2 separate regions of the Macaca mulatta genome follow, and region 2 is linked to region 1. Evidence: chromatin contacts called from public Hi-C data. All regions are on one chromosome and are shown on one strand. The core of a region is the stretch at or near the end of the contact, and the rest is flanking DNA. Distances in the headings are between cores, read along the strand shown. Region 1 holds the start of SLC45A1 (solute carrier family 45 member 1). Region 2 holds the start of ERRFI1 (ERBB receptor feedback inhibitor 1).

Region 1 (4,232 bases), core at 818-3,317:
ACTTCTCTCTAGCATCTGAACCAGAATTAAACCTAGTTTAATCCTGGCTGGGAAAGTCTTTACTAAGGATTCATCTTCAAATCTGGGGATCAGCATTACCATTTTTATTAAAACTACATTTAGTAAAAGTTGTTCACAAATGTTTATTCTAAGAAGAATTTTAGAAATTCATTTTTGAGGCCAGGCACAGTGGCTCATGCCTGTAATGCCAGTACTTTGGGAGGCCGATGTGGGCAGATCACCTGAGCTCAGGAGTTCGAGACCAGCATGGCCAACATGGAGAAACCCCGTTTCTACTAAAAAGACAAAAAATTAGCTGGGCATGGTGGTGGGTGCCTGTAATCCCAGCTACTCTGGAGGCTGAGGCAGAAGAATTGCTTGAACCCAGGAGGTGAAGGTTGTAGTAAGCCGAGATTGTGCCACTGCACTCCAGTCTGGGCAACAGAGTGAGACTCTGTCTCAAAAAAAAAAAAAAAAATCATTTTTTAATGTTTCCATAAAAATGGGTGAAAGTGGAAATTAAGATCATAAAATCTGATTTTAATACACAAATGCAAACATTCGCCAGACCATCTTTACTGCACCATATGACCATTTACTCGGTCAAAAGGAAATGCACTCATCTCCCTGGACCCCCCAAAGGTTATACAGGGGCCCACTATGCTTCCGGAGTACAGGGGATGTTTAAAGTAACAGATCCCTCCAACTGTGTTGTGGGAAGTTTAAGCGGCAAATGAATAATAAAAGTAATCAGTGTCCATGTAGTTTGAATGCTTGCAACGATCCTACTACGAGCCAAAACCATTTCCTCATTTCTTTCTTCTCTTTATGAAAATGGGTTCCCGCCACAGGGTTGCCTTGGGCCACTTCCCTTCCTCAGGCTTATTTACTTATTTATTTATTTGGTACAAGTCTCACTCTATCACCCAGGCTACAGAGCAGTGGTGCAATATGGGCTCACTGCAAACTCCGCCTCCCAGGTTCAAGCAATTCTCCTGCCTCAACCTCCCAAGTAGCTGGGATTACAGGCATGCTCCACCACGCCCGGCTAATTTTGTTTTTTCAGTAGAGATGGGGTTTCCGCATGTTGGCCAGGCTGGTCTAGAACTCCTGACCTCAGGTGATCCACCCGCCTCGGCCTTCCAAAGTGCTGGGATTACAGGCATGAGCCGCCGAGCCCAGCCCCTCACGCTTCTTTCTACCCATTCTCAAAATTCTTCAGTGAGGTCCTCCCGGACCAGGAAGGGGCTCTGCGGACTTGGGAGGGTGCACTTAATAGGCTAGTTACTGAATCGCGGCCGTTTCCCACTTTGCATCTCCGGCAGCTTGACCCCTACTCCAGGGCCAACTTTTCCCAAAAGCCCAGGCCAGGTGCAGCCTGAACGTGGCTTTCTCCGCACCTGACTCTGCTTCCCTGTAAGAGCTGAAAAACATGCAAGGCTGTCACTCTAGAAATAATTGGAGAAGTTGCTTATTGTCGAGGGCAGAAGGAGCTGAACGGCTTCCATCTCAGAGCGTTCCCCTCGGTGCTGACTCGCTAGGGAAAGGGGAGTCCTCGGTGCCCTCGCTAAGTAACCCTGGGATGCTGAGGGGCGTTGCCAGGCCCCTGGTCAACAAGAGGGCTCAGCCCCAGGCAAGACGTGAGCTGGGAGCGGATGACACCTGCCCAGGTGACCAGGGACCAGGCCTCCGGCTCAAGGAGCGCATCAGGAGCTGGGGCCAAGGCCGGGGTTTCTTCCCCTTGCCAGCAAGGATGAGAGCACCTGCCATCTGGCCGGCACCTTCCCCTGGACCCGAGGCTCCTGCCCTCGGAGGGGCGAGACGGAGGAGCTCCGTGGACTCTGCAATTCATGAGACTTCCACGAGGAACAAAGGTCTCCGTGCCGGCCTCGGGTCCCGATCTCGGCGCCCTGACTACCCCGGGGCCCAGGGCGCGGCGCTCCGGCAGGCACCGAGCCAGGGAGCGGGCGGAGGGCGCGGAGGAGACGGTGGTACCTGTGGGTGGAGACGGCAGGCATCCCTGTCCCCGCTGGGCTGCTGCCTGCCCGGCCGCGGTCCCGGCTGCTGCAGCATCACCCGGGGCGGGGCGCTGACGTCATGGCCGCAGCCTCTGCATCCGCGCGGGGTTCGGAGCCTTAAAGCGGCGCCGCGCCCGGGGCCCCGCGGACGGGAGGGGAGCCCGGCGTCCTCCTGGGTCCTTCGCGCGGGAGGCCCGTCCCGGTGTTTCGCGCACGACGGCGCGGTCTCCAGGGTCTGCCAGGATCCCAGAGGAAAACTTCCCCTCGGCCTCACAGTTCTCACCGTTTGCTTCTGATTTTAAAAGAAATGAATACATTTTCGTGTCTTCATGTATAAATAGATGCCCATGTGTTCGCTGATACGTGAATGCCGCAGTGCGTGTGCCAAGCCTGTGCCCATGTGCTCAGTCGGGGAGCCGGGCCTGCTGCAGGCGTCGCGGCTCTGGGCCCGCAGCTGTCCAAGTCCTGGGGATGCCGCGGGAAACAAGGCAGAGTTCCCGCCCCCCGGGAGTGACATTTGATGCATTTATTATTTATTTCCTTTTTTAAAATACGGAGAGACAGGGTCTTGCTATGTGGCCCAGGTTGGTCTCCACTCCTGGGCTCAAGTGATCCTTCTGCCTCGGCCTCCCAAAGACCAGGTGTGAGCCACCGCACCCAGCTGCAGGACATTTGAGAGACAGATGCACCCACATTAAACAAGACATAAAAGAAATGGTATGTCAGAAGATGGCAACGCCCTAGAGAAGGGGTTAGGGAGTGTGGGGCTGGGGAGGTGCCAGCCTTGCAGGTTTCCATCGGGTTGTTGGCGAGTCCTCACCTCGAAGGTGACACTAGAAGAAGGACTTGAGGAGCAGGCCAGGCACGGTGGCTCACACCTGTAATCCCTGTGCTCTGGGAGGCCGAGACGGGCAGATCATCTGAGGTCAGGAGTTCGAGACCAGCCTGGCCAACATGGCAAAACCCCATCTCTACTAAAAATACAAAAATTAGCCAGAAGTGGTGCCAAGTGCCTGTAATCTCAACTGCTCAGCTGAGGCAGGAGAATCACTTGAACCTGGGAGGCAGGGGTTGCAGTGAGCTGAGATCGTGCCACTGCACTCCAGCCTGGGTCACAGAGTGAGACTCCATCTCAAAAAGAAAAGAAGGACCCGAGGAGCTGAGGAGGCCAGCCAGGCTGACGTGTGGGGAGTCACGCCAGGCACTGGGAAGAGCAAGTACAAAGGCCGGGGCAGAAGTGAGCTGGGCTGAGTCCAATCATCATGGATCGAATAATTATGCAGCCGGTAGTGGAATTATAACCCCAGGTTATACCCCCAGGAATGATAAGCCCAGGACACGCTGAGCTTGAGGGCCTTTGCAGCCTCTAGACCACTAGAGACTTGGGTTTGGAGCTCAGAGACGCTCCTTTGCAAGTCCCCTGCACATGGGAGCTATGCGGGTGAACCGTGGAGCTCGCACTGCCAGGGAGAGGTGCAGGGAAGTGCTGCGGAGGGGAGGCACAGGGCCCTGTAGAAGTTTACAGCGGCAGATTCCACCCCGTTGGGAGGGTTGAGCGCTCCTCAAGGAGCCCTACCAGGCCAAGTGGAGAGAACAGCCTGTCCCACACAGAGGGCTCAGAGGGCTCAGCACTGGCAGGGATCCGGGAGGGCAGAGGGCCTGGAGGCACACAGCGAAGGAGGTGGATGGGGGGCAGGGATGCAGAGCCCTGGGAAGGAGGTGAGGGCTGGGGAGGTGGGACAGGCCCAGGTGTGGCCTCTTAGGCAGTTGCCATTTTCTAAGAGCAAAGAGAAGCCTAGAAAGGTTTTGTGTAGGGGAGCGGATGACATGAATCCTATTCATAGTTAGCAAAGATCATAAATCTCAGAGTGAAAATGGATTGGAGGGAACCAGGGGACCAGATGGGCTCACCAGGTGGCCCAGGTGGGAGAGTCAGGGGTATTGGTGGAGGGACAGAGGTGATGAATTGGCCAGGCACTTAGGACTCCGTGATTGATTGAAAGTGGGGGGAGGTATAGGAACGGGGAGGGTGGTGCCAAGAAGTTTCTAGCTTGAGAGGTGAGGGAAGAGGTGGCTTCATGGAGGCCAAAGCAGGTGTGTGCTGGAGTGAGTGCCATAGGTTTGCTTTGGGACACGCTGAGCTTGAGGCCTTTGCAGCCTCTAGGCCACCAGAGACTTGGGTTTGGAGCTCAAAGACCCTCCTTTGCGAGTCCC
Region 2 (4,232 bases), core at 777-3,276, 300 kb after region 1:
CTGTCCCTCACTGTCCTACACTGTCCCTCACCTTCCTGCTGTCCCGCACTGTCCCTCACTGACCCACACTGTCCCTCACTGACCCACACTGTCCCACGGCCCTGCACTGTCCCTCACTGTCCTACACTGTCCCTCACTACCCACACTGTCCCTCACTGACCCACACTGTCCCATGGCCCCGCACTGTCCCTCACTGTCCCACACTGTCCCTCACCATCCTACACTGTCCTTCACCGGCCCACACCGTCCCTCATCATCCCACACTGTCCCACACTGTCCCTCACTGTCCCACACGGTCCCACAGTCCCGCACTGTCCCTCGCCGTCCTGCTGTCCCTGTCCTACACTGTCCCTCACCGTCCTGCTCTCCCGCACTGTCCCACACTGTCCCTCACTGTCCCACACTGTCCCTCACTGTCCCACAGCCCCGCACTGTCCCTCACTGTCCTACACTGTCCCTCATCGTCCTGCTGTCCCGCACTGTCCCACACTGTCCCTCACTGTCCTACACTGTCCCTCACCGTCCTGCTGTCCCGCACTGTCCCACACTGTCCCTCACTGTCCTACACTGTCCCTCACCGTCCTGCTCTCCCGCAGTGTCCTACACTGTCCCTCACTGTCCCACACTGTCCCTCACTGTCCCACAGCCCCGCACTGTCCCTCACTGTCCTACACTGTCCCTCATCGTCCTGCTGTCCCGCACTGTCCCACACTGTCCCTCACTGTCCTACACTGTCCCTCACCGTCCTGCTGTCCCGCACTGTCCCACACTGTCCTACACTGTCCCTCACTGTCCCACACTGTCCCACACTGTCCTTCACTGTCCTACACTGTCCCTCACCGTCCTGCTCTCCCGCACTGTCCCACACTGTCCTACACTGTCCCTCACTGTCCCACACTGTCCCACACTGTCCCTCACTGTCCTACACTGTCCCTCACCGTCCTGCTCTCCCGCACTGTCCCACACTGTCCCTCACTGTCCCACACTGTCCCTCACTGTCCCACAGCCCCGCACTGTCCCACACTGTCCCTCACTGTCCTACACTGTCCTACACTGTCCCTCACTGTCCCACACTGTCCCACACTGTCCCTCACTGTCCTACACTGTCCCTCACCGTCCTGCTCTCCCACACTGTCCCTCACTGTCCCACACTGTCCCACACTGTCCCTCACTGTCCCTCACCGTCCTACACTGTCCCTCACCATCCTGCTGTCCCTCACTGTCCCACACTGTCCCTCACTGTCCCACACTGTCCCTCACTGTCCTACACTGTCCCTCACCGTCCTGCTGTCCCGCACTGTCCCACACTGTCCCTCACTGTCCCACACTGTCCCTCACTGTCCTACACTGTCCCTCACTGTCCCACAGCCCCGCACTGTCCCTCACGGCCCACACCGTCCCTCATCATCCCACGCTGTCCTTCACTGCCCCACACAGTTCCTAAGCGTCCCTCACTGTCCCTCCCACGCCGCAGGCCCAGTCGAGAGAGGCTCCCTTCTCCCCCTCCAGGGCTTCCTCGGCCCACACGGCCAGCGGCGGCCCGCGGAGAGGGAAAAACGCACAATCTTGCCCGGACCCTGAATGTATAGGAAATCCCGCGCGAGGCTCGATGTGCCCTCACTTCGGGCAGGAACGGCGTCCGAGGCCCAGGTGGCCGCGGGCTTCTGAGGAAAGCTCGGCGTTGAGAGGTTCCCGGGAGTGCCGCACGGCTCGGGCAGAGGAGCGGAGCTGCGGCCGCGGTCAACCCGGAGACGCCGCCCCGGACACAAAGCCGCCTCCCGGCAGCGCCGCGCTACGCCACGGTGGGCCCCGCGCAAACGCCTCGGCCGCGGCATCGCCCCTTTAAGCGGCGCGCGCCCTGATTGGCTGCGGGAGGAGGCGGGGTTGGCCGCGGCGACCTCACGGCCAGGGGCCTATGCTATATATAGAGGCGGCGGCGGCAGCCGCGGCGACGGCGGCCCATTGCGAGGCAGTTCGCTAGCGGGAGCGCGAGCAACTGAGAGGCGCCTGCGCGATGTCCGGGCCCCTGAGCCCGCGGCGCTGAGCCAGCCGGGACGGACATGCGCGGGAGGGCGCCGCGGGGCAGCCGCCGCTCCTCCGGGGTAAGGGGCCTGGCGCACTGAGGGGGTGGGGAGGGCCACGCAGCGCTCGGTTCCCTCAGGGGCCCCAGCGCCGGGTGCTGGGATCCAGGCGGCTCCCCGACGCGAGGGCGGGGGCGTGGAGGGCGCGGGGAGGGTCGCCGCGACGCGGAGTCTCTGGGACGGAGGGAGGGGCCGGCCGGTCGCTCGCGGGCTTCTCCTCATTGAGGTGTGGAGGGCGGGACCCTCCCCGGCGGCGCAGCCCGGGCCTGGGGACGCCGCGAGGTGCCGGCGCCCGCCTTCTTCTCCACGCCGGCCGTGGTCGCCGCGCGGCCCCTCGGTTGGCCGGGGCCATGCACCCGAGCGCCCGGGACACGTCCCCGCACGCCGGGACCGCTGGAGCGGACGGGGCTTCGGGAGCGGCGAGCTTGAGAGTCCTAGTCCCGCCGCCTGCGCTTGCGGGGTGGCCCGGCGGGGATGAGCGTCTTCGGCGCTAGGGGCTTGTTTGATTTTTTTTTTTTTTTTTCGTTGTAAAAATCGGGGTTGCGTTGTCTTGTTGACACCGTGTGCCCGTAAATCCTGTCTTGAAAGCTGGGGTGGGAGGCTCGGTGATTGCTTGCGGTGGTTGGTACCGGTTCTCTTTGGCGGTCAGCCCCGGTCCCTCTGCCTCGTCTCCCAGCGACGATGGTAATGCCGAAATCAGTATTTAAAAATTCGTCTAAGCTGTTCTGAACTCTTCCTTCTCTCCTAGAAACGTGATTCTTTGCTCTGAATGTCTTAAGTACCGCTTTGAATGGAATGGGACTGCAGAATTAATGTGTTCAAGATGCGAATGCTTATTGGGAATTTGTGTATTTATATGTACATCATAGCCCTGTACAAATTAGATGACTCCTTAACCGTGAATGGTGCTGTATTGGTGCTTGCTACGTCTTTATTAGGATTTCATCATTGCTTGAAAGAAACCAGTCTCTTACCTGATAAAAATATGAATAGATTGTTAGTCATAAACTTAAGTCAGAATGGAGGCTGTAGCTTTAAAAGAGATGTGTTGGTGACTTGAGGTACACCTGCAACACAGGTAGGGCAAGACTGGTTTCTAGGCAACTGTCAGGGGTGAAGAGAGGTGAGGTTAAAATGCCGTTTTTTTCCCGTCCAGAACAAATGTTCAACCTTTTATAAATGTGTAAGAATGCAATGGGTACGCATTTGTTGAGACTGAACACCCAAGTTCACTGTACCTATTTTTTTAACTGCATTTCTTTTCTTACGTTTCTGTAATTACAATATACAGTTTTAAGTGAAATTTTATTTGAACAGAAACCAAAGACAGGCTAGGTCTCCGCAAATGACCAAATTTTGCAAAGACCAAAATAAAAGAAGCTGGTTTCTTGCTAACATGCTGGCTGTAATTGGTTACCAATATGTTATCAAGCAAGCTCTTTTCCAGATATTAGCAAGTTTGAAGAAAAATAACAGAGGATTTAGCATGGACTTCAGAAACTATTTGTCATTCCCTTCACTTCAAGCAGAGGTTTTTTTTCACCTGTGTGTTCCAGGTGACACTCGATAATAAGTGATAGAGGTCTTGGACTAACGATTTATAACCTGACAGATATATTAGATTGTAAACTCCTTAAGGGTAGGCACTCTGCCTTGTATAGCTTCTATCTTACGCAGCCTTGCACATAGTTGATGTTGATAAATCGTTGCATGAAAGCATGTTTTACCTTTTAAGGCTCAGCAGGACTGGACCAGTCATTGATAAGGGTTGGAAAGCAAATCTGTTTAACTTTTTTTTGATTGTTATGAAATGTCTGAATTATTCATACTTTTCACAGGTAAAACTGTTGTTTCAATCATCGGTTTTCCTATTTGCAGTTCACAATAAATCCTGGTCACTCTAAGATTCAATTATGCTTGAGTTTTTGTATGAAAGTACCTCTTGACTGCTGCTTCTCAAAAGTTGAACTAGATAATACTTCCTTTCTGCTGAAACTAATGGTAGCTTTTCAAAGCAATTTGCCTAAATTACAGGCACAATCTAACATGCTTGAAACTGACCTGATTGTCTGCATACCATCAGATTGCTTTAGAAAGGAGCAGAGGAGGGGAAAGGAGGTGCCAAGGGTAATTCCAGGAATTTGAATGGCA

Evidence for each region. Hi-C and Micro-C count contacts between places; a contact is called where the count stands out from the background.
Region 2: a contact with region 1 is called in a Hi-C map of blood, with 4 times the contacts expected there. The contact joins the promoter of ERRFI1 here to the promoter of SLC45A1 in region 1. A contact is called at or near these places in 5 of 14 Hi-C or Micro-C datasets (blood, fetal cortex germinal zone, fetal cortical plate and 2 more).

Annotation. Positions count from the first base shown.
Region 1 is chr1:232,470,429-232,474,660 of T2T-MMU8v2.0, forward strand. SLC45A1 (solute carrier family 45 member 1) reads right to left here and starts at 2,068. Exons shown (of 7, transcript XM_077975691.1): 1 at 1,996-2,068. It overlaps LOC144336616 (a long non-coding RNA gene), which reads left to right. Exons shown (of 2, transcript XR_013408585.1): 1 at 1-446; 2 at 938-2,068.
Region 2 is chr1:232,770,045-232,774,276 of T2T-MMU8v2.0, forward strand. It overlaps ERRFI1 (ERBB receptor feedback inhibitor 1), which reads left to right and starts at 2,027. Exons shown (of 4, transcript NM_001261681.1): 1 at 2,027-2,102. The region is part of intron 3 of LOC144336610 (a long non-coding RNA gene); the gene reads right to left.